Linked DNA regions of Mus musculus: all the other regions are linked to region 1. Evidence: chromatin contacts called from public Hi-C data. All regions are on one chromosome and are shown on one strand. The core of a region is the stretch at or near the end of the contact, and the rest is flanking DNA. Distances in the headings are between cores, read along the strand shown.

What was found. Hi-C and Micro-C count contacts between places; a contact is called where the count stands out from the background.
Region 2: a Hi-C map of pre-megakaryocyte-erythroid progenitors shows a contact between it and region 1, with 2.3 times the contacts expected there. The contact joins two enhancer-like sites. A contact is called at or near these places in 1 of 15 datasets of contacts at CTCF or cohesin (CD8 T cells), 4 of 484 Hi-C or Micro-C datasets (the N1E-115 cell line, bone marrow-derived macrophages, nephron progenitors and 1 more), 4 of 115 datasets of contacts at active chromatin or transcription factors (T-cell acute lymphoblastic leukemia, double positive thymocytes, embryonic stem cells and 1 more) and 3 of 9 other capture datasets (adipose tissue, liver and pancreatic islet).
Region 3: a Hi-C map of double positive thymocytes shows a contact between it and region 1, with 1.5 times the contacts expected there. The contact joins two enhancer-like sites. A contact is called at or near these places in 4 of 484 Hi-C or Micro-C datasets (DN3 thymocytes, bone marrow-derived macrophages, double positive thymocytes and 1 more), 6 of 115 datasets of contacts at active chromatin or transcription factors (T-cell acute lymphoblastic leukemia, embryonic stem cells, large pre-B cells and 1 more) and 1 of 9 other capture datasets (embryonic stem cells).

What each region holds. Positions count from the first base shown.
Region 1 is chr6:87,150,801-87,155,110 of GRCm38.p6, reverse strand. The region is part of intron 17 of Antxr1 (anthrax toxin receptor 1); the gene reads left to right. Among named protein-coding and RNA genes, the nearest start is that of D6Ertd527e, 48 kb to the right of the region's middle. Within about 2 kb of position 2,065, at least 167 of the 459 cell types and tissues checked have an H3K27ac peak or open chromatin away from gene starts, as enhancers often do. A contact at or near this core is called in DN3 thymocytes, T-cell acute lymphoblastic leukemia, bone marrow-derived macrophages and 3 more, where this site is marked.
Region 2 is chr6:87,253,593-87,257,902 of GRCm38.p6, reverse strand. It overlaps Antxr1 (anthrax toxin receptor 1), which reads left to right. Exons shown (of 18, transcript NM_054041.2): 10 at 2,022-2,120. All of the region lies in intron 3 of Gm38851 (a long non-coding RNA gene), which reads right to left. Among named protein-coding and RNA genes, the nearest start is that of Gm34170, 27 kb to the left of the region's middle. Within about 2 kb of position 2,017, at least 61 of the 459 cell types and tissues checked have an H3K27ac peak or open chromatin away from gene starts, as enhancers often do. A contact at or near this core is called in bone marrow-derived macrophages, fibro-adipogenic progenitors and pre-megakaryocyte-erythroid progenitors, where this site is marked.
Region 3 is chr6:87,225,804-87,230,113 of GRCm38.p6, reverse strand. All of the region lies in intron 12 of Antxr1 (anthrax toxin receptor 1), which reads left to right. Gm38851 (a long non-coding RNA gene) reads right to left here. Exons shown (of 4, transcript XR_003956461.1): 3 at 2,590-2,819. Among named protein-coding and RNA genes, the nearest start is that of Gm38851, 4.8 kb to the right of the region's middle. Within about 2 kb of position 1,958, at least 20 of the 459 cell types and tissues checked have an H3K27ac peak or open chromatin away from gene starts, as enhancers often do. A contact at or near this core is called in DN3 thymocytes, T-cell acute lymphoblastic leukemia and double positive thymocytes, where this site is marked.

The sequences.
Region 1 (4,310 bases), core at 816-3,315:
TGAACATTAACAGAGCAATGTCTTCCTCGGAACTGGCTCCTCTTGTTCAAGGACATTGGGTTCCTCTGAGGAATGTGCTGCTCCCCTGCCTGCACCCCTCCACACACCCCTCCATCGTTCCTCTGTTGTTTGGGTCTCCTGCCTACAAATTTACCAGCCTGGAGAGCCACAAGTTCTGCCCTATGCCACTTTACTATTACACAGACAGAGGTGACAGCAGCACTACACAGGGGAGACACCATAACAATTCAAGATCTCCATTAGGCTGATCCAAAGAGGCAGTCACTGACCAAACTGATTTAGACAGGGGCCACAGACTAGTAAACATCACAGTGAACACGGTGACACAGAAAAAAAAAAGCTTTAATATTTAAGAGTTTCCTAAAGTGAAAAATGTCTAACATTTTCATTACACATTGCATTCTTACAATCAAAATAACCAAGCTGAAATGATGAGTAAAAATCATCTAAAAATCCGTGGCTTCACCTATGAGGAAGGGGCTGAAGATCTTCGATGAGTTGTTTAGCCTGAGAGCAGGCAGGTGTACTCAGACTCATAGCTGCTGCTATTGAGGGAGCAAAACCCATACTCTGTGCCCCTGTGAGCTTAGACCCTGACACATGAACACTGAGTGTCCTCGCTTCCACCTTGTCCCATCCACAGTCACTGTGGCTGCTGTCCGCTTTGACAGAGCGGCCAGGTCTTTGTCTCTGTGTAGCAATGAAGGTGATGAGGTCAGGCTACTGTGTCAGCCATCTTTCACAGATGGTCTGTGTCAGTACAGTCAGGTTATCTCTGGCAGTAGCAAGCCAAAAGTAAGTACAACTAATATCCTAAAATAAACTAGGATCTCCTCAGAAGGTACACTGTTCAATGCCTGCAGTCTTTCAAGATTGCCCCTTTATTCCCATAAAAAATATCACCCTTGGGCATAGTAGGTAAAGTACTTGCCCTGGTCTGATTTCCAGAACATGGGTGTTTGTTGATTTGTTTACCAGGCATGGCAGTGTGCACCCAGAACCCCAGCTCTGGGGATGTGGAAACAGGCAGATCCCTGAGGCCACCTGGAGAGCCAACCCCGCTGAGTCAGCAAACTCCAGGTTCAGTGAGAAGCCCTGTCTCAAAAGTCAAGGTAGAGAACAACTGAGGAAGTCACTTGGGACTGACCACGGCCTCTGTGCACACACAGAGATTGCTGAATCCCATCTGGACTCAGGTTGTGCCTAATAAAGAAGCAGCAGTCATACGACTCTCCCTCCCTTGAGAGCTGTACCCTGAAACCGCAAACCTGGCTTGTTCTGCATCCAAGTGCCCACTGCCCCACCATCAGCTCAGGTGCTCTACACAGGCAAGCGGGACTATGGGATGTGCTGGACAGCTGTGGGGCAATGCTCAGACTCATGCAACACCTAGCTCCGATCCCACACAGCTGCTGTCTCAATTCCCCAAAACATATGCCTGGGGCTGCTGGCACCTTTAAAAACATCACTTTTCCAGGCCAGGAAGATGGCTCAGACCATGTGAGAACCACCCAACCAGCCCTCCGTGCTCTCTATACCTTCATCTCTTTGCCTGTCCCGTCCTCAAATCCCTTTCCACAGACGTTTACCAACACTGGATGTGACGGCCCTCAAAGCCCATGGCACAGCTTTAAAAAGTATAGATAAGTACTCTGATAATCCTTCACTCCTCAGTGGCCATATCTAGGGACTTCCCCTTGCTAACGTGCCGGCATCTTAAGAACATCTCAGTATGAGAACCTAAAGGACTCCTCAATTTTTAACTGTGAAACTTGGGAGTAGTCTGAACACGCCATCTGTGTAGGGCCCAGAACAGGGTGTCAGATCTCAAGACAAGATGTCTGAGGGTCCCCCACACCCACAACCGTGTCTGCTTTCATCGTCGTGACAAACACTTCAGAAAGCTACCTTAAAAGAGGAAGTTCGCTATGGCTCACCCTTTCAGAAGTTTCAGCCTCAGTTTGGCTGGTCCCACTGCCTGGGTAGAATACTGCGAGCACGTGACAGAGAAGGCTGCACTCCTCATAAACAGTGAGATAGGAAGAGACAGGACGGAGGTGGGGCGTGAGCTGAGCAGAGGCACACAGAGGTGACGTTAAACCCCAGGTCCCTCTGCAGCGCCACGGCCTCCTTCCTCAGCTCCCCAGTCAGCCTACTAACGGAACACGGGGAGGTGCCTGGTACTGTTCCAGAAGCTTCTTCCAGACCATATACTACAACAAAGTGCTGAGCTTTGAAAGAGGGGGGCACTAGAAAACACAAAGGCACCAGGTGGAAATGGCTGCAGCCACAAGAAGACAAGGCTTCTGGGCCCAGGGCCATCACTTCTCACAGCTGCGTTCCTCTGCCTCCTACCCAGCCACATCTGTCAGCCACATCTGTCAGCCTCGGGAACCTCTTCCTTAGTTAAATGGGAGGGGTCAGCGACCACAGCCTCAGAGGGGACACTGAGCCAAACCGCTGCCGTTCACAGCGGGGTCCTCCAGGGCTGAGCAACCTGGGTCTTAGTAAGCATGAGGTCACCTTTCCTCTCCCAGGAGTCTCAGGGTTATTTGAGTTCATGACTGAATTCACTCCAGGGCTGGTCTCCGAGAAAGGCCCTATGAGGCCCAGCTCTATCGCTAGCCATTGTGAGTCAGAGACCCGTGGAAGGCCGATCACTTGAAGGCTGCGGAGTTGACCATCAAGGCAGGAGTACACACAGGCCACTCTTGTCCCACAGCTCTCCTCAGTTCATTGGAAGAGGAAAGTGTGGGAGTCACAGCAGTGAGCAGAAAACATGGGAAAGCAGAGAAGTGAGTAGAGTAGCCAGAGCCTGGTTAGGCACCCAAAATGGCGTTTGCCCTGCTGGTAAGGCATTGTACAATCAGGAGGGACCAGGCGATGCCACCCATTTAGGCACATTCATTTAAAGTATCCCGTCTCAAAATTGTGTTCAGGCCTCCAGTAGGCTCCAGTGTCCTTCCTTATTATGAAACCAGGTACAGCTGAGCCTGAGGTGAGCCTGGGTCAGAATACAGACCAGCGGCATTTCTTTGATGCAGGAGACACCAGCCGAGATTCTTCCTAAGTCCAGTCCTTAGGAACAAATAGGCTTTGTTAGGGCTGGGCACCCAGCTCAGCAGCAGCAGCAGCCTCGCCCAACATGCCCATGGCTTCAGCTCCACTACCCACCCACTGCCACCCAGGTTGTTTTTAATTTAGGAATTATCAAGACTATTTATACCCTACCCTCTCTAATAGGTTTAAGGCAGGTCTTTCTTTTAAAGATTCTTTCTGAAATCTAACTAGGAGTGTTATGAGTGATTTCTCCCCAGATCATACAGAACATCAGCCTGGCCCAGCCCGCGTATCTTAGAGCTGATGAGGTCTCTCCTGAACCACAGAAATGAGGCTGGTCGGTACCAGGGCACTGCAGGCCTGGCTGTACAGGGTTTCATAATGAGGAAGGATATTGGAGCCTAGTGGAGGCCTGAAAACAATTTTGAGGTTGGATCACTTAAATTAATGCTCCTAAATGAATCCCAGATTCTCGGGGCTATAAATTTTCCATTTCTCTGACCGTACAACTGCAGATGTCATCTGAGAGCCTCCAGGGCTCCGGAGAACTGTCCGCCTTTGGTTTCAGTTTAGGAGGCAGGCAGGGTCACGGTGAGCCTCACCTGAGAACAGCAGGACATCCAGTTACCTAGCGGAAATTAAGAGGCACCCCCAAAGCTCTGCCTAACCCCGGGATGTCACCGCGAGAGCCTGCCGTAGCCTCTAGATACTTAGTCCTGTGGCCTCTCCTTTGCAATTAAACTTTTTCTTTAGGATTGCCTTTCTTGAATTATATAATTTTGGATCACCCATCAGCTGATCCAGCAAAAACTCAATAAATCCAAACAAGGTGTTCAGTATGGTCTCCCCATGTGGGCAAAGGCCCAGAGGCCTTCAGCCTTATCATCCCACCAACCCCTAGGAGTGGTCCTTATCCCAAGACCGGAAGGAGAGGTCACGCGCTTCACTTTGTTGTGGTGGTGGTGGTTGTTGTTGTGGTTATGGTTGTTGTTGTTGTTGTTATGGTTGTTGTTGTTTGGTTTTGGTTTTGTTTCTTTTTCTGCTCTTCATTTTTAAGACACAAGCTAGACCTGCACATATCTCTTCTGTTTCATTTCCATTGCTGCAAAGGAGGCCATGAGTCTGGTCGCCATTTTCTCCCCCCTGATCCACCTTGTCTGAGGCAGGCTGGGAAACGTGGTCATGTGCCCGGGGCAACTCAGTCTCCACTGTTGAAGAGAAAAGGGACA
Region 2 (4,310 bases), core at 768-3,267, 100 kb before region 1:
CTTTTCTTAACTTAGCAATTGTGTGCAAGTATCAACATGCGTATATAAATCCTTACTGCTCATGACTGCAGTCCTGAAAAAAAGTATCGATTAATGAAGTTCCCAACCCAAGGCTCTGACCCTGAGAATATGAGTCTAACTTTGCTGGTTCTGGGCAAATTATCAAAAGATCAGAACTTTAATCCCATTGCCCTCCTGGTCTCATCTGACTCCTCCCTTTCCCTCCTATTTGCAATATCAACCCTCCATGCCTCTGGCTTCCTCACAATTAGTCTCTGGCTCATGTGTAGGTCTTGACAAATGAGCCACCGGTCCAAAGTTAGGATTACCAAATGGTTTTAGGAGGATAGCGGATGAGGGCAAAGTGAGCAGTCACTGGTGCCTGGTTGCCCTGGATTCCAGATCAGGTCTGGGGTCTTTTTAATCTGTGTGCTCTTGCGTGATTCCATCTTGTCTACGAGATCACTTTCTCAGCTGCACCCACTGGCTTGTGGGGAGATGGAAATGATATCAAATCCATACCGTGCTCATCACTGGACTGGCACAATGAGGGGCCATTAGCCATCAGTGATTGGTTTGGCAAACAAGATCTCTGAGTTCCATGGGGATGACTGTGACATAAGCTCAGGATATTTATTTAGCTTTGAAAGAGTCACATGTGCTAGCTCCCTAACACATTCTCCCTCTGACAGTCTCTGCTTGGGGAGCTGCTTACTTCAGGAACACTTTCACAGTCGCCGCAGCTTTCTTCTGACCCTGCGCTGTCTCTGTATATTGCTAAAGCATTGTTCCAAACCCCAATTTTCAATGATACACAGGTAATCAAGATAAAGGCGAGTGAGGTCTGGGCAGATGGCTCAGGTGGTAACGTGCTTGGTACCTGGATCTGAGTTCAATCCCCAGAACATGGGTTCAAGAAGAGAGAACTCTTAAAGCCATCCTGGTGGTACATATGTGTAACTTTGTCACTGGGAAGACAGAGGCAACTGGGCTCACTGGCCCTCCAGCCCAGCTTACTTAGCAACCAGAAAGTCAGGGAGAGACTCTGCTTCAAAAACCAGGATAGGCAGTTCCTGAGGAGCAACGTCTAAGGTTGTTCCTCTGGCCTCTAGATGCAAGTGCACAGACACACATAAATAAATAAATAAATAAATAAATAAATAAATAAAAATAGAATCAATTGCCTGATATCTAGTATAAACAGGTATTCGCATGTCACTAACTGGCTGCTTTCCTTGGTAGGACAATATTATAAAGAGATTTTTTAACCTGTAACAATGTCAATCGTACATGTTAATAATTGGATGTACACTCTACCAGTGTGAAATTGATATGCAAGCCTATGAGGTTTCTTCTAGTCATAGAGAAATGGCAGTGCACTGAAGTCCCAGTGTCCCTTCAAGCAGGTCATGCTTGCCACCTGACCTCCACAGAGTGCAGTAGCTGTATACAGTGACACCTACACAAGACAGCTGTGTCCCCAGGGGAGAGGAGAGAGCTGTAGAGGTTTCATACAACTGCTAACCTCAAGGAATGCTGTTCTGGTTGGGGGAGAAAGAGACTAAAGCCCATGACCAGACATTACATAACCGTGTGCCCAGCAAAGGTTTAAGCGCAGGCTCTGATGTGCCAGGGACCTTAGGCTGATGAGGCATCTGGGGTCTGAAGAAAGTCTCCTGGGAGATTCCAAACCGTAAATTGGACTGAAGGAGGGATGTTGGGGAGGAAGGAAGGACCCTTCCCTCTGTCCCCTCTGGTTGTTTTAGAATGGTCTAGACTTGAAAAGTGGGTAAGCTTTAAATAGAGAGGAGGTGGGCGGGGGTGGGGGGCATTGCAGGCAGGAGCTACGGTAGGGACGCTCAGTGAGTAGAAGAAACCTCCGTGTCCCTCTTGATCTCCTACCTGACCTGATCCCTGGGATTCTGAAGCTTCTTGAAATCGCAGCCAGGGGCTCTGTGGCGGGCAGACAGCGAGTTTACAGGCGATGGTCATGTAACATGTGCTGTGGTTCCTCTTTTCAGAGTCCTTTCAAGTGGTCGTAAGAGGAAATGGCTTCCGACATGCCCGCAATGTGGACAGGGTCCTCTGCAGCTTCAAAATCAATGACTCAGTCACGCTCAGTAAGTCCTGGTGTCGCTGGTGTGTGTGTGTGGGGGGGGGGGGCTTGCCAGCAATGTCATTTATATGACACTGGGGGTGGGGGATGGGAGGTTTCCCAGCACAGCCTCTTACAGGGGCCTTCAGAGACCTGTTCAGTGCTAATGACGTGGTGGTGGTGGTGGTGGTGGTGGGGGAACTGGTCTATTGACGTTCTTGATTCTGACCTGAATCTGGACCCCTCCTGGGTAGGTACAAAACAAGGTTGCCCATCTTGGGGAGCAAGATGAGGCTTGGCATGAGTTGTCCCTCTGTATCCCCAGCACTGAACCAGCCCTAAGGAGGCAGTGAGTGCCTGCTTCCCTCCTGTGGCCTAAGTACTTCACCACCCGTGCAGACCCAGCTTAGTTAGGGCCTGTGGAGCTCAAGGCTTCTCAACAAAGCACTGGAGACTCTAGAGGAAGAATGAAAACAAGATGGTCTAAACAGATTAATCCTGAATAAAGCAAAAACCAGAATCCTGGACTCGCATGTGTGGACTCTGGGACTTTTTCAATCTGGAAGGTTTTTTGCTGGGAGTAGCCAAGAAACTCTCATTGTAATGAATTCCTCACATAAAGTCAGGAAAATGGAAGTAAACCTAATGTATCTTATGAGGGAAAACAGATCATCATAACAATGGAACCTCGGGGAGGCGTTTGCAGCAGGCAAGATCTGAATTTAAAGACGTGTGACTCAGTGGCTGTCCAGGAGAGATGGAGGGAGGTCTGGTTCCAGAAGGGCAGATGCTGGGAGCCTGGTTATTATTTGCATCTGGCGTCCATCACAGGGACAATTCCTGACTTCTGTCTGCAGTGATAAACAGCAGCCACAGGGGGCTGTAGTTTCCATCACACTGGGTGCTCCTGGGCTTCAATCCTTTCTGCTTGGCAGCCCAGAGGCTTAGGAGGGAAGGAAGGCAGACCACACCCACACGCAGCTCACCGCCCACTCTGGGTCTTCTCCTTGTGGCCCCAGAAGACAGGGGGTCTAACGCTATTTTTAAGTTAGGAAAACTGAAGGACACACCTTTTTTTCTCTCCTTGACACCTTGAAACCCTCTTAATTGTGTTTAGACACAAGCAGCGGCTTCCTCATAGACATCTGGAATCTCTGGCTTGGGATAATATCAAACATTGAAAGCATTCAGTTAGTTTTATTTAACATTGGGACTGCTCTTGTGTGTCCAAAATGTGTGTGCTGTTTGAAACCATTTTTCATTGTCCACAATGTAGAAGCTGCTTCCAAAGTCACTGTAAATCCCCAGTCTCAAGGAAAGGCAGAAACTCTCGGAGGATTTGATTTTTTCATCCCAAAACAGTGAGCTTTTGAACTGGCCTTCTGTGAGGGCAAACCCTAGGGGTTAGGGATCGTGTTCGGAGGGGACAAGACCCGGGACAGCCCTGCACTTGCCAGTTGATCTGTGAACTCTGATGTCTCATCCCTTTGTTCTTCCTTTCCTGGTATGCCCTTGGGCACCACCTGTGGCCAGCCCGCCCCTCATTCACTCAGAGAAATACATGCCACTGGAGCAGGGCAGCAGCTTGAACAGCAAACTCAGTCCACTTCCAGCACAGCCTTGAGGGCTGCAGGAGACAGAGGGACTCCATCTCAGAGGGAATTTGCTTGTCACACAGCAAAACCGGTGGTGCTCGAAAAGCAAAAGTGCCTTAACACAGTGACACTCGTCTCCAAGTGCAGATTTAAACTCAATGTCATTCTAAGACCAAAACACCATGAAAGGCATTCACTTTAAAGTTGGAAAGGAAACAGTGAGGCATTCTCACTCCTCTGTAATAGTGAGCTGATGGTTCTAGCATGGCCATCATGCAAGGAAGTTCAAGGAAGGAGTGTTCAAGGAAGCCAGCCAGTGTGGTCCCAGCATGCCACAGGTAGCTGTTGGAACTAGAAACCTGGCTGTGTGATTAAGAAATTCAATTTTAATTTCACTCAGTTTTATTTAAGTGTTCATAGCTCCACACGGTCATCTCTGCCCCATTATACAGTGACATGACATCATTAAAGACCCAAGAGAACTGAAGACAGCATCAGCACCTTCAGGTACTTTGGGATGATCGTTCATGCCTAGGAACTAGAGTCACAGTCTCTGCTAGACAATGTTGCTAGACAATAAGGGGGCTGTTAACTGGATGTTTCGCAATGAGCCCCTCCCT
Region 3 (4,310 bases), core at 709-3,208, 75 kb before region 1:
ACTGTTTTTTAAGGGGCAGGGCTGGGAGGATACTCAGCTGTTGGGAGCACTTGCTCTTTAGAGGACTAGAGTTCTATTCCCTTCACCCATATCAGTCAGTTCATAACTACTCATAACTCCAGCCTCAGGAAATCTGCCCTCTTCTGTCCTCCATGGGTACCCCAAAGCACACGAACACATGCAGACACATGTACATACACATAAACAAATAGCAAAGTAAATCTTTAAAGCAAGCAAGACAAAAATAATAAGACAAGACTTGCGTAGCAACAGGGCAACTATTAGTTGAGCATAGCAGATGTGAAAGAAGAGAAACAGGCAGGTATCCTCAGAGCTGTGTTCTCGCTGGAGAGGTTAGATGGGAAGACGAGCCAAAGCTAGTGTGGCCACAGGCTGGGCTGCACAGGCCGAGGTCACTCACACAGCGGACTGAGAGAGCAATGCACACTGGGGTCACTGCCCACCCACCCTGCCCAGTCTCCTCCCTTCTCATAAGGAGTGTTATGAATTATTATAGTTTATACTTTACTCTCCCATTTCTCCAACTAAAATCTGTCAAATTGCTGTGACCTCTCCCTCCTCCCCCCCCCCCCCCCCGAGTGCTGAGGCTGTGTGGCCTTAAGGTAATTTGTGACTGCCATATTTCATTAGGATCCTTGTCTTCCAGTCAGAGGGTCAGAAGCCAGGGCCTCCCGTGCCAGGCCTCAGCCTTTGCCCTAGTTTAGCTTTGCTTTTCCTAGTCTTCTGTTTCTCGGTCTCTCCCCCTTTCTACTTTGACAACTTAAGCTTTGAGGTGTCCCAACATCCGATATAAGCTTGTGTAAACTGTATATTTAATGAGCCCAGTTGTTGAATAAGAGCCTGAGGCAGTGTGTGTGTGTGTGTGTGTGTGTGTGTGTGTGCGTGCGTGCGTGCGTGCGTGCGTGCGTGCGTGCGTGTGTGTGTGTGTGTGTGCCACAGGTGCACAGGCCTTAGAGGACGGCCAGTGTGCCCACTCACACCTGCTCCTGGTGGCCCAGGCTAAGCCAGAGGGCTGAAGCGTAGGCTGACTTCTGGGTTAGTAACCAGCTATGATGGCGAGCTGACAACATGGGATGCACAACGTAGAGGATCCAGAAGCTGGATCAGTGGGAGGAAACATGGAAAGAATGAGGAGAAGAAAGAGGAGGGTAACAATGTGGGAAATTGGATCAAGAGTAGAGCCTGAGACCTTCCTCCTGAGGCTCCTAAGCTAACTGACCACAATTTAAACACAAAATCAGCAGGCTAGGCCATGACCCAGTGGGAGATGCTTGGCCCAGCTCAGACAATATTGGCAACTTATAGTCACACTGCCATAAATCACATTGTCCTGGGCTCTCAGGTGACTTTCTCCTCAGGATCTTATTTAGAAATGGCTCAGTGGCTAAAGGTACTTGCCACCAAGTCTAAGAACCAAAGTTCCGTCCCCAAGAGTCATTGCCATAGAAGGAAAGAACCGGCTCCTCAGAGTTGCCCTCCACCTACACACACACACATACACACACACACACACACACCCACACACCACCACCACCACCACCACCACAATCACACACTCACACAGACACACACACTCACACACACAGACACACACACATACACACCACACACAAACATACACACTACAAACATTCATAGCACACACAGACACAACACACATACACAACACACACCACCACACCACACATACATCATACCATACTACACACACACACCCCAATACACAGCACATACCACATACACCACACCACCCATCCCACACAGAAACTACACACAAATGAGTCTAATTTTTTTTTAATTGTAAAGAAGATCTCATCTGGGACTGACACAAATCATATCACCCGAGTCCCCAAAGCAAACACATTCTTCCCTCTGTCCCCTGGAGAGCAGCGAAGTCTCACGGGTAAACACCTGCCCCTTCCAGGAACAGCTGTGCCCCCATATGTACTAGAGTCACAGGAAATTCAGAGGCATACTTCTCCCTGGACACAGTGCCACAGCTGCAGGCGCCCGCCCGCCCGCCCGCCTGCATTCCTTTGCCTTCATGTGGCTGCTAAAGCAGGTGTTCATTCGCTCAGCGCCCAGAGCAGAGAGTTTAATGTTTTGTTCAATTCCTTCCAAGATTAAAAAGTACTTGAATAAGTGACAACCAAAATATTCCTAGGATTCTTTTAAGCACAACCCAACATCAGGAAAGCGGCTTCGCTCTCAAGCATGAAAACAGTCTCCTTTTACCTGAGTTCATGGACTTAGAAAAGGCACCCCTAACACTTGAAGTTCTTAAGATCATCACAGAAGGTCCAAGCCCAGCCTAGATATATGTCAAATCTGTCTTTAAGAAGAAGACCTGGAAGCCATTAAAACTTTTAGAATGAGTCCGATTTGCCACAGATACTGTATGTGTGAGCATCCTGCATTCTGTGGCGCCTCCCCATCCTACCTGCGCCTTGTCCATGAACCTCTGGTTTATCTTCCTTCCACTCCCAGCCCCCCAGTTTCACTGTACTCCCAAGGCCAGCCAAGGGCTGTCTGGACTTGCCACAGACTGTGCCCTGGCTAGTGCCTTACCTGTACTGTGCTGTAGGGTGTTGTCACCTTCTTCGTCCAAAGCCAAGCTCTCTGCAGAGAGGCTGGTAGGGTTGTTTCCAGCAAGGGTCTGTGGCAGGGATGTAGCTTCAGGAGACGCATGACAGGCATTACCTGCTGAATTCTCATTTCTTCCTATCTATCCATAGTTAAGTCACTGTTCTCAGTCATTCCTTTGGACAAGTCATTCCATTTGAAACACTGTACTGTGCCTAAAAGGAGAAAAGAGACCAAATCGGATGTACACTCTGGAAGCTCCCTCACGGAGAAAGAACCCCTGTAAGACAGCATTCTCAACCTGTGGGGCAAAGACTCTTTGCACAGCAGATCTTCACACTGTGATCTGTAACAGTAGCAAAATTACAGATATGGAGTAGAAACGAAATAGTCGGATGGTTGGGTCACTACAACATGAAGAATTGTGTTTAAGGGTCTCAGTATTAGGGGGATTGAGAACCGCTGTTGTAAGATACAGAAAATCCAGAGACAGAATTAATGTAAGCACAACCCCTAGAGGTCGGCGGTGACACCCTCTGCTCTGTCTTCCCGTCCAGCTACGTGGTTTGTGATTGCAAAGTCTTCTGTATCTTTGGAGTGCCTTAGGAAGGCCAAGCACATAGTAGTTGCTTTATGTGTTAGAGACTTTTGTCTTATCCAGCACCAAAAGTCAGTTGTCCAGGCAATGAAGGTTAGAAAAGATATTTCAGGAAGAAACTGGGAGAAAGGTGAAGTGGGCACAGCACCAGGTCCCACTGAGCTTTGTCAGAGCACCAAGAAGGGAGTTTGGAGGGCAGTGGAGACCTGAGGAAGGGCTGGTGAGGAGGAACCAGAACTGTGCACGCTCAAGGGGATGTGGGTTCTCAGGATTTGATGGATGCCCTGGACTTTCAGGAAGAAACTTGTGAGCTTGTATGTGCATGCGACTCCTTTTCCAAAGAGAGGGGTGTGCTGTTGCCACTAAATTCTCAAATGTTAGGAATATTTTTAGTCACAGACAGGAGGCTGAGGAGGAGCAGGTTCAGTGCTGAGCAGAGAGCGGAATACTGAAAACCTGGGGTGGATCTGGCCTCTGTAAGGAAGGCCACCTGGAGACTCTAACCTCACCTGCCAGGGGAGGGGGCGGAGCCAGATTGGATTGGGATGTGGGTCAGAGAAACAGGATACACTGGCAAGTGGTAAGAGGGGAGAAAAAAGGATAGAAAAAAATTTCAGTTCACTTCAGCTTTCCAGCTGGGGTTGACAGAGGACGAGAGCAGGCAGGTTAGAGTGGGAAATGCAATCTCAACCTGGACCACTGTGCTTGAGAGGCCAGTGGGAAGAGGAGCAGGGGACCAGTCTAGACTCAGGATAAAGACTTTTGTATCTAGATCAGAGTTTAAACCCAGCAAGAAAGTGAGCTAGAAAGGGCTAGAAAGAAAGCAACAGACTGGGAATGGGCCTGTGAGTCACATGACCCAATAACCAGACCTCATCCCAACCTAATGCCACCAAAATGAAGACTTCGGAATGGTTAAACCCAGAGTTAAGGAAATGAAAGATTTCTTAATGGCAGGAGAGGGGAGGGGAGTAAGGAAGGATGGCTCCGTAGAGCGTGCTGGCTTTCCCAAAGCTAGATGCCTGCAGAAACCTGGGGAGAATCTGGGAAGCAAGGAGGAGAGATGGCGAAGGGGCGGGCCAACAGACACAGATGCAGGGGATAGGAT